Linked DNA regions of Rattus norvegicus: all the other regions are linked to region 1. A link is a contact called in public Hi-C data. All regions are on one chromosome and are shown on one strand. The core of a region is the stretch at or near the end of the contact, and the rest is flanking DNA. Distances in the headings are between cores, read along the strand shown.

Region 1 (2,700 bases), core at 65-2,564:
CGCGGAACAGAAGAACACAGAGACCCCACTGGCTTTGAAGCTAATCAATCAGGTGGAAGTCTGGGCAAATCACGACTTGGCTACCGCGACAGGTCTCCCCCACCCACCCTGTTGGGTAGGCTCTCCTCGTCCTCCTCCACCACCCCTGAGCTCAGCATAACTAGGGGGCCAAAAGGACGTTCCTGTGATGCTCCTGTTTTCCAACTTTCCGAGCTTCTTGGTCTTCATCGCCTCCTGCAAAGCAGCTAGGGAAAGGGCAAGTTTGCAAAGCTCAGGATCCCAAGTCCTGGGGGAAGCCACAAAGACGCTCCAACGCCAGCAATGCTTAACCTCTTGTGGGGCAGACTGAAAAACGCCACGGCCACTCAGGCGGGAGACCCGGGCTCAGGCTGGTCCCGGCAGGCCAGGGACATCAGGGCTCCCGGGGTCCGCGCGCCCCCCGCATCACCCTCCCCGCGCACCTGAGCGGGGCGTGGGCACAGCGCCGCGCTCAGGCCCTGCCCGCAGGTCCCTCGCCCGCCGCCCGCGCCGCGCGCCGGCCGCCTGCAGCCACCGGGAGCGACGCGAGGAGAGGCAGCCTCAACACGGCGTCATGCTTCCTGCCACCACATTACGGCGAATCGTCACCAGGAGAGGAGAGCAGAGGGGAGAGCGGGGGAGGGAGGGGAGCAGCCACACGGAGCCCCCAGGCTGCCGAAAAGCGCCGAGACGGGGCCACGTCCCGGTGGAGTCCCCGCGGGACCTGCCCGTTTCGCACAAAGCGCCGCAGTTTGGCCAAGAAGGCAGGAAGCCGGCCACAAAATAAATAAATAAAAAACAGAGTCGGGTCTACGTAACGCCCTGTCGAAAGCGGACGCCATATTTTTTTGTGGCTTATGTCGACATAGGGAAACGTAGACATGTTTTTCCTCCTCCTCCTCGGTCTGGCTTCCATTTATCCAAACTTGTAATCAAAACTATTTCATTAAAAAAAAAATCTCCGTCCCCCCTCCCTGAAACCGCGGATTTCCTCCCACCCGCAAAAAAAAAAAAAAAAAAAGAAAAAGAAAAAAAAAAAAAAAAAGCCTGCACACCCCCCTCCCGCGCAACCCCATCCCTAACCCGGCCAAGTCCCATTAACAACACATTTTCGGGAGCTGCGGCGGCGGTGGGAAAGTTGGGCTGGAGTGGCGGGCGCCTGGCGTGTCGGGCTCCGGGCTGGCGGTGCCCGCTGCGGGTGCTCCGCGCCGGGGCGAAGTTTCTTACCTGCGCCGGGGCTGCGAACGCGGGGACCCGGGCTGGGAACGCGGAGACGAGGCACGGGCGTTCCAAAATGGAACTCTGCTGGCTCCCCCCACCCACTCCCCACTCCCCACCCGGCGCCCGACTCGGGCTCCGTGGGAAAGAGGTGGTGGTGGGGGGGAAAAGCCAGTCTGGCAGACAGACAGATAGACAGAAAGACAGACAGAAAAAAGCCCCCGTAAGGAGAACGGTTGATTGAAAAATTTAAAAGAAAAAAAAAGAAAAGAAAAAGAAAAAAAAAAGAAAAGAAAAAAGAAAAAAAAAGGGGGAAAATGCCTCGATCAGTGGGGAATCTACGCCAAAACCCACATGATCTGTAACGTCAGCATGCGTATTTGCATACGATACCACCACCGGAGCTGCCACCCGGGCTCGGGTTCCGCAGAAAGTTACAAAGTGAAATTCAGGCCCCTCCGCAGACGCCGGCAAAATGTCATTTTTAGGAGGGAGCTGCTGGTGGGGGGAGGCTGCCCCTAAAGGCTCAGATGAGTGGCCAAGTGGGGGGTGTAGTAAATGAACTTAAAAGTCTGAGTCCAGTAACGGACTCATTGGAATTTTTTGCGGGAAGAGGTGGGGGAGGCGCAATCGAGATCCCTGAATCTTGAGCACGACCCGGCGCGCGGCCACGGCCAAACCCTCTCGGTGCAATACCCATTTTCTTTATGAAAAGTTCAAGGTGTCACTGATGAGCTCAACAAACTGTTGATCCTCACCACGTGGAGTGGCGGACCGTAAGACGGCAGGGCGCTAGGGCTTGCTCTGCGCCAGCTACACCCGGGACTCCAGGTCCTCCTGCAGTGCGTGGGGGCAGGACGCGGGTGGGGTCGTCACGCGCCTTGGGCTCTGCCTGCGTTTTCGCCCGCTTTCCGGCGCAAGGAAATAATAACATTCTTAAAACTTTTTTTCTTTTTTAAATCGAGATGCGTTTTACTCCCGGAATAGTAATGAGAGGGTTTGGGAATAGGGCGAGGAAGAAGGCGCCCCACTTACATAACCACTTGAAGTTAGATCACTTTTGTTGGGGATTTCCGCTTGCGTCTGAGCTCAGTCTGGTTAAAGATCTTCAAACTTTTTCCCTCCAAGCCCATAAACAAACAAAGACACCCTGGGGGTGACTTAAACTTATGTGGCCCGAGTTCGCAGGGATTCTCAGATTCGGAAAAATGCACACGCCTGCAGCGCGCACACAGGAGTCCCTCGGAAGCGAGACGGGTCATTTTCGGAGCTGGGACAGCCGCGTTCCCGGAGAGTGGGGTCTCCAAATGGGGCCTCCATCCGCTCGTGTGTGTGTGTGTGTGTGTGTGTGTGTGTGTGTGTGTGTGTGTGTGTGTGTGTGTGTGTGTTGTCTGCCCTTCCTCTGCAGCCTTGTGAACCGTGAAATAGAGACCCTGCTGCTGTGCTCCAGCGATCGCGCAAGGT
Region 2 (2,700 bases), core at 89-2,588, 200 kb before region 1:
TCTTACGGACCCTAACTTTTGTATCCTCTCATTAAACTGAGAAATATTTAGTATTTTTCTATTCTGTAAAATGTGCATTTCTTAAGACTCGAAAGGGTAGTGACCAAAGTCCTTTGAAATAATGGAATACTAGAAACTATCTGGAAATGCATGTGGACCCTATCCTGTGGGCCACTTGGACCTAAGACTTTCAATTCCTTTACAAAGTAAAATAATAATTTTTTTCAGATCCCCAATTCCACATTTTTTTAAGTTTGAGGAATTTTTTTTCCCCTGATATGTGAACACTGAGTCTGTTTGTTTTCTTAGGTCCAGACCTGATGGTAATCAGCTCTCCTCTGCTCTGAGTTTACAATGCACTGCCTCTTCTAGTTTGGCCAACAGTTCCTCTCTTTCCACCATCCAATAATAATGATTTTGGATTTTGTTTAGTGAAATGGGTCCAGTTTTCTTTGCTGAGCAATCTCTTTTATTGCAGTAAGTTCAAACACTTTGTTCACTACAGGTCAGTTTACACCCGTGTTCTTTACGGACAGCTTTACTGATCCTAAACTGTAGTTCCAAAACAGAAGTTCTAGTGAAATCATTTATCTTACCATCGATTGTTTAAAACAACCATCTTCATCGGTTTCTAATTTAAAGCTCCCCAATGAACCAGATTATGTCCAGTATTAAATGCGGTCTCAAGATTTTCCAGTTCTCCGCTGTCACTCTACCTTCCTCCCTGCCCAAACCGTCCTTTCCCCCCCCACCGTCTGTATCCTCTGAAATTTGTCTTGATTTCTCATTTGTTTTTCTGTTTACCTTGAGACTGCAAAGTCCAGGTACCACGACCATGCTGACAGCCGCACTTGCATCCCCAGTGTCTAGAAACCTGCCTGAAGTTGTGAACAAATTGTTGATGTGACTAAATGAGGAACTATCCAAACTACCGACTCCTTTCCCTTTAAATAAATACTCTTCAAGAGGCACTACTCAGATTACAACCCGGGCGAGAACGTGGTGAAGAGCATGTAGCTTCCCCATTTGCTGGCAGTACTGGCCGTTGCTCTGGGCAACCACTGTTTCCCACTAGACGTGAAGGCGTCGTCGTCCCGCCTCTCCTGCTTGGCCCCACCCCAGGATGTCGAGACCGGGTACGGCGCTTCAAAAGACAGCTCTGGCCCTTTAAGCCGCGGGGGGCACTTCTGGTCACGTGGCCCGTGGCCACCGGAAGGGGAAGTTTCTCTTGTGATCGCTACCTAGCTCGTCCGAATTCGGTGGCGCCACGTCCGTCGGTCTCCGCCTCCTGCGCCTCCACTTTCCCTGGCCCAGCCGGCCGCGAAGCGCGGGGTGGGCACGGGAGGACGCGCGGCGCTGCGCAGCCGTCCACCTGACGGGCGACCATGTCGGACATCGGGGACTGGTTCAGGAGCATCCCGGCCATCACGCGCTACTGGTTTGCTGCCACCGTCGCGGTCCCCTTGATCGGCAAGCTCGGTATTATCAGCCCGGCCTACTTCTTCCTCTGGCCCGAAGCCTTCCTCTATCGCTTCCAGGTAGTAGCTGGCGTTGGGCAGTAGAGACTACAGCCCCCAGCTGTCCCCGCGGCGGCGGAACGGGTTCTCCGGGCTATGGGGCGCGCTGGGACTGGTGGGATCTGTAGTGCATCCGGCTCCAGGGATTTAAGGCTGAGGTCCTTAGGGTCCCGGGAGGTCCTGGGGTCGAGTGCTAAGGCTTGGATAATTTAGAGTCGCGGATTGGCCTGCTGGGACGTGACTCATGACCTGTCTGGCAAGATTGTACTTCCCGCCTTCCGCACTTTGAAGGAAATAGTGAGAAGGTAAGTTGCCGTCCTGTTGGCAGATTGGGCCCACCTGCCTTAATGTCCTCCTCCCTCTGTCCCGTCGTGGGTCGTGATGCCATCTTAATCAGTGGTATCTACTTGACATGCTTCTGCATGGGTTATTTGCATGTTTACAGTTTCTCTTCCCGCCCTAAAACAGTGGTTTAAGTTTAAGGTCAGAGATAAATAAGAATGAATTTATCTGTATTTCCTGCGGTCCCTATCCCATCACCTGGCATACGGTAGTTAATGTTATCAGTGAATGAGCAAACTACTCAGGAAACGGGAGATGGTAATTTTCTTAAGCATTCAGGAAAACAGTCAAAATTATCCTCCTAAGCCAAAGGATGTTAATTTTCTAGAGGTTATTTTTATCGATTGTGTGGTATAAGAATTTAATCAGGGGACACTCAGATCCCAATATTAGATCTCGATTTCCACATTTCTTGGTGTTCTCTTTTCTGCTCTCCACCGGATATTGTTTTCTTGTCTCCTTTGTTGATTTCTTCTTTTCCTGACCTATTTGTTGGGACATGCTCTAGGAATCCGTTTTAGGATCCTCTGTTGTCGCTCCTTTGGACTTAGGTCTTTTATCACAGAGGGGCATAAATACATGGATGGGAGACTGTCAGACACAGGAGTATCTTTAGTGTGGTGGTGGAAATCACCACCTAGTGACCATAGACATCCAATCAAATCTCCCTTTCATCTTTGCCTTAGAAGTAAGTAGCAACTGTGTTTGCTAGAGGAGTTTAACCCTAGCAGTCATAAAGACATCCCTGAGTTCTATTTTGGTTTTACTGTTTAGTGCTGGGACTCAAACCCAGAGCATAGCACAAATGCTCTACCACTGAGATACACACCATGTACAGCCC
Region 3 (2,700 bases), core at 78-2,577, 220 kb before region 1:
AACCAAAGCCAGGCTGTCCTGACGGCTCAGCCAGTAAAGGTACTTGCTGACAAGCCTAATGACCCAAGTTAAACACAAACAAAAAGAAAGGAGTGTTTTTGTGGAGGCACAAACGAAAACTGCTCATTTTTTAAAAATCTTACACACTAGCTAGATACTCTGTGACAGCAAGAAATAGTAGATTGGCTATAGTTCTTAGACTTTTTCCAGGAGCCAAAAGTATGCTGCTTAAACGAACTCCACATTTGGAAATGAAAACGCTGAAGAATCTCCACTATTGACAAAATTGTTTATTCAATAGGTCGATGGGTCAATAGGCTAGATAAAGGGTAGATAGCCACCACGAACCACAGTGGCTGGCTAGTCAAATAAGTGGCTGATCCACTTATAACTGCACTTTCAGCCTACAAAAATGCTTAAAGTTTGATTTCTGGGGAAGCAACTAAAAAACAGAAAAGTCTCTAGGGAAACAAACCTCGAGACACGAACCCAAGTGATACCATGCAATCTAGGTGATCAGAAACACCAAGATCACTTAGACATGCACCATGGGAACCAAAATAAATGTATCACATGGGCAAAGACTCCCACTGACGTCACACAAGAGGCAGAATCTCAAACCAGACTGTCTACTCCAAACGGAATAAGAAGCACAGGCGGGTAAAAGTCTCCGCATTGTTGACAGTCCCAGCAACTGCAGAACGTAAGTTTGTTCCAGCACTGTTCCATAGTGCTTAGAAGTGTGGCCCACACTAGGCTCTCAACATTACAGATGTGTGCAATGTAATGACTTAAGGATGTAGAGCTTCGGCTTTTGGAGAGGTAGGTGGGCATTGCCTTCTTTGCTCCCATCACCTCCTGGCGTTTTTTTCCCAACTGGAAAGGACATTAATAAATCAAAGCAGGTGGAGTCTTGGCACTCAGCTGAACTGCAAATTCTTTTGCATAAATCGTAGAGCCTTCTCCTGCCTCCCTCTATAACCCAGGACCAGAATCTGGGACGCAATTGCAATCTATAGTTTCTGGAACTCCTCCTGAGGTCTCAACCCAGGGATGCAGCGCACGGCCAGAGTCAGAATCCCCAGGCCCGCATCCCTCTGCCACGCTATCCACCTCAGCCTCCCGCAGACCCGCCCCCTCGCTGGTCTCCACAGCCTGCGGCCTCACCCGTTGTGAGTGGCTGGCGATGGCTTGCGGTGCCATATCTTGCCGCTCTCCTTGTTGCCCAGGTTAGTGCTCTGCATGTCGAATCCCCCGCCCCCCCCCCGACTCTGGACTACAGCTGACCCGATGGGGTAACCGTCCCGAGAGCTTCCCAGCAGTCCCCGCGCGCACAACCCGGGAAATTCGAGCGGCCGCCGCGGGTCTCCGCCCCCAAGGACTGTACCAATTACGCGGGGGACGCCCTTTCTAGCTACAACCAATCAGAATTCGGATCAGCCCACTCCGCTCGGGCTATCCCTCCGCTCAGGATAATGGAAACGACCAACGACTTCTCTCTAGACTCCACCCCTTTCCTGAGGTTTCTCTCGTAACCCTGCGACCCAAAGGCTTCAGGGAGTTGTAGTTTTCTGAAGTCTGGGACTTCAGTTCTCAGACGCCTATAGAATCAAATAGACATCAAAAGTGTTTTTCTCCTGAGAGCCTGCTGCTTCCTGCATTTCGTTCTATATTGCGTTTAAAATAAGAGATTCATAGAAACAACTAATAGAAAGCAAAAGGCAAGCTGGTTGAGAATTGGAGGAGTTCCTTTCCTAGAACTTACATGCACTGCAGAACCCCACAGACCTAAATGAATTCCGTTTTGTTTTGTTTTTGTTTTTGCCGCACTCATCATGTTTTAATTGCGTAAATTTACGAGACGCTCCCACATTATGGTTTCCGGCCCACTGTTCACAATCTAGAAAAGCAAAAACGTCAAGAACCAGCTGCACTGGCATCGGAAATCTTTTTCACTTAGCAAAATTCACTTAGTGTTTCTCTAGTGCTTACAATGTGTGACTGATCCGCGTGCTTAACATACCAACTCGCTTAATTCACAGAGAAACAGTTTAGGTAATACTTTTAACTCCACTTCAGTGCTGTATGAGGTTGCAAATTAGTTTCTAATTAAATTGCCCCACATTTGGTATATAAAAAAGAAATTATGCCAGGTAGTGGTAGCACACGTTTTCAATCCCATTACTTGGGAGGCAGAAGCAGGCAGATCTCTGAGTTCAGGCTAGCCTGTTCTACAGGACTAGTTCCAGGACTGCCAGAGTTACTCAAAGAAATCCTGTCTGGAAAAACCAAAAAACAAATGAAGAGACCAGAAATTAATTCTCTCAGCATTCCCTGTCAATAGAGTCTGTCAACAAAGATTGTCTTCTTTGTCCAGGATAGCCACCTTCTGAAGCTTGTTGCAAATATCTCTGTACTTCTCTCATATATCAAAATAAACGAACAATCGTAAAGTAAAAATTGAATGAGGTCTTCAAAAGGGAATATAAACATTTTTAAGGAAAAAAAAAGATGTGAGTTCACCTCATTGCCTAGGAAAACGACCTTTTGCTCCTGATCAGTTTTGAGCTATAGTCCTCTGATGAAAATGTTGCTCCTGAGACTTAAGATATGTGTCACCAGACACCCTCGGGCTCTGCTCTAGACGTAGTAGATGCATATGTATGTATTTCCACCTTATTGTTAATAAGTCACGTAGCA
Region 4 (2,700 bases), core at 72-2,571, 140 kb before region 1:
GCAGATAACTGCAATTTCCTAGATATGTCTTGTGCGTGCGTGCATGTGTGTGTGCGTGTGTGTGCGTGTGTGTGCATGTGTGTGTGGATGTGTGTGTGTATATGTGTGTGTGTGTGTGTAAGTCAGAGGTTGACATTTGGTTTCTTCTTTAGTCATTCTGCACCTAAGGTTTTGAAATAGGATCTCTCATGAACCCAGAGCTTGTAAGTTTGGCTAAACTGGTTGGCCAGTGAGCTCTAGATTCTTCTGTCTCTGCCTTCCCGGTGTTGGGATTACTGGCATGCGTCACTGCTGCGCTCAGACTTTTACAGGGACTCTCAACCATCAGTTTAATCAATGGAACCCTCTCCCCCACTCCAATACACAAGTTAGGCAGTAATCATGGATTTCAAGAGATCCATAGTTTAAGAAGACCTTTTTCCCACCCTGTAAGTCGGGGGACATCTTCGAGGGGTGCTTCTGGTTAGGACTTGAGCTGATTTTCAGATGCTCTGCCCGAGTGGCTTATAGGCCCTTCCTCTATAACATGGCTCCCTGAACTGTCAGGAGGCCATCATGAATATGTGATACCAGCAGATGCTGAACAGTGCCAGTATCTAGCTGAGGAATATCTGCAGCTCACAGTTGTGACACTTCCTCATAAACAGAAAATGGGGATACAGGTAGTTTCCTGCATTTCTGAGTGATCCGATGTTAATTCAACAGTTAACTTCTAACCCCCTGGGCATTCCCCTCACCCTTGGGCAGAAGGCGGAGGGAGGGCAGTGGCCAACAGCAATGGGACATTTCTGCCTGTCCGAGTACAGAGAACATATGGGCAGCGGCAAGAGTGGGAACCCAAGATCCAGCTGAGCTGAGGGATGGAGGGACGTGAGTGAGCTTCTTGCTGTCTGAGGATTATAAAACTATACAGAGTTGCCTCTGCCAGAGGTGAGAACATGGGGATCTCAGGCAAGCCTGCTGCTCCCCCAGACACCTTCACCTGTCTTTCCTTCTCCTTCCCCAAGGATGGATTCATCCCCTGATCTTTGCAGCTCTGTTTCCTTCAGGCCTCAGGGAACGAGGCAACCACAGCCTACCCAGATGGTGTATGCCTTTGGGGAAGGGATGCCAACAGGTGGCCCCGGCTCTCCTGGGGGACAGCTGCCCCTAGGCTCCCTCTCCCCCAGCTGTGGGGAGGAGTGAGCATCACCATAGGCCGAGCTGAGGTACTTGTATTCTCATGTTCAATTCAGCCAACATGGCTGGTTCAGAGTAGCTTCAGCTTCTCAGAAAAGACAGCCTTGCTTTCAGTTTGCTTCTTTTAATCATTAACGGAACCCACAGCACTTCCTGGCTATGACGATCCTCTTCTGGTCCTCACGTGTACTGTCCCTTTGCCGTCTCTGGACCTTGGCCCATGTTGCTCTTTCTGCTTGAACAACTCTTTTCTTTATTTAATTTTTTGGCTCTCCTAAAAAGCTACCCCAGCGTCAGTGTCCCCTCTTTCCTTAACCCCTTAGGATGCCCAGTCTGGGTTGCCTCCAGGGAGTTCCCACACTACAGTGCACATCCCCATTACATCACGAGCCATACTGTTTAGTTATGAAAGTACTGTCTCTGCCCTCGGCCCAGCTGAGCTCTGTTGGGAATGGGAACCGCACCGTCTGTCTCCTTCCATTGTCTTTTGGTATCTATCATGGCAGCCACAGGATGCTCTGAATATATTGTTGAATGGGACGGAGACGATTGTTTGCTCTAACGTGGGAAGAAGTAGCAACGTTGTAAATTCATATCAGGGATCAAGATCAAGAGAGAAGCTCAGGGCCAGCTACAGTATTCACAGCACAAAAATCAAGACAAAAGACAGGACAGAACGACCCTGTTTCAATAGAGAAATCAGCTAGACTGGCAGGCCTTTCTAAGAAGGTGGAGGAACAGCCAGAGAAAGGGAAGACACCAAGGTAGCCTGACGGAAGTGGCTTGTTGATGCTCCCATTGATTTCAGGATTTCCACCTATCCCCAGCACCTTCTCTCGGGCTACATCCTAGCCTGGATCCACTGGCAGTTCCGCAAGAAGATGTGAAGGTACCCTGAGGTTGCCATACATTAAACTGTTGCTGGAACGGGCTAGGAAAAGCTTCCAGAGGGTTTTACTGATTTGCCAGGCACCTCGTTTTTTTTTTTTTTTTTTTTTTTTTTTTTTTTTTTTTTTAATCACGCAATAATGGAGTTATTAAGGAGCAACGTGGCTGGCCCAAGTTTTTTAAGCTCCTCAACAATGAGGTGTGTAATTTCTAGGGGTTCCTTCGGGACCATATGATCATCCTAGAAACCCTAGTCTTTATGTCAAAGGACAGCTTAGGAGGCCCCTTCTGTGGCTTACGTGATCTCTAGAGCAGCTCACCTGGTCAAATCATGGGCAGGCATTTCAGCCTTGTTTCAGGCTGCTCTTGTGATCTCTCAGCAAAGCAGCCCCTCCTCCCACCTCCTTTTCTCCTCACGCAGCCAAGTCTGCCTCTACGCTGGGGTTTGACTTGCACTGACCTCTTGGGAAGCACACACACCCAGGGCTTCAAGGCCTGTCCCATTATGTGGATGACATGGCCATTAGTAACCATGGTAACATCCCTTCCCTGGCTTTTGTGGTTCCTCAGGTCTAAATCTGCACAGGTCTTGTCCAGATTTGAAGGAGTTACTGGGACGTAAGCTGAAATGCA

What was found. Hi-C and Micro-C count contacts between places; a contact is called where the count stands out from the background.
Region 2: a contact with region 1 is called in a Hi-C map of prefrontal cortex, with 2.8 times the contacts expected there. The contact joins the promoter of Derl1 here to the promoter of Zhx2 in region 1. A contact is called at or near these places in 9 of 12 Hi-C or Micro-C datasets (the A7r5 cell line, Schwann cells, frontal cortex and 5 more) and 1 of 1 datasets of contacts at active chromatin or transcription factors (oligodendrocytes).
Region 3: a Hi-C map of liver shows a contact between it and region 1, with 4 times the contacts expected there. The contact joins the promoter of Tbc1d31 here to the promoter of Zhx2 in region 1. A contact is called at or near these places in 2 of 12 Hi-C or Micro-C datasets (frontal cortex and liver) and 1 of 1 datasets of contacts at active chromatin or transcription factors (oligodendrocytes).
Region 4: a Hi-C map of liver shows a contact between it and region 1, with 3 times the contacts expected there. The contact joins the enhancer-like site here to the promoter of Zhx2 in region 1. A contact is called at or near these places in 5 of 12 Hi-C or Micro-C datasets (frontal cortex, hepatocytes, kidney and 2 more) and 1 of 1 datasets of contacts at active chromatin or transcription factors (oligodendrocytes).

Annotation. Positions count from the first base shown.
Region 1 is chr7:91,115,101-91,117,800 of GRCr8, reverse strand. It overlaps Zhx2 (zinc fingers and homeoboxes 2), which reads right to left and starts at 1,314. Exons shown (of 3, transcript NM_001271056.1): 1 at 1,246-1,314.
Region 2 is chr7:91,315,277-91,317,976 of GRCr8, reverse strand. Derl1 (derlin 1) reads left to right here and starts at 1,338. Exons shown (of 8, transcript NM_001014202.1): 1 at 1,338-1,538. The coding sequence starts at 1,386. It also overlaps a transcript of Tbc1d31 not described here.
Region 3 is chr7:91,333,674-91,336,373 of GRCr8, reverse strand. Tbc1d31 (TBC1 domain family, member 31) reads right to left here and starts at 1,327. Exons shown (of 22, transcript NM_001134842.1): 1 at 1,168-1,327. The coding sequence starts at 1,244.
Region 4 is chr7:91,252,727-91,255,426 of GRCr8, reverse strand. It overlaps a transcript of Zhx2 not described here. Among named protein-coding and RNA genes, the nearest start is that of Derl1, 63 kb to the left of the region's middle. Within about 2 kb of position 1,321, at least 7 of the 93 cell types and tissues checked have an H3K27ac peak or open chromatin away from gene starts, as enhancers often do. A contact at or near this core is called in hepatocytes, kidney and liver, where this site is marked.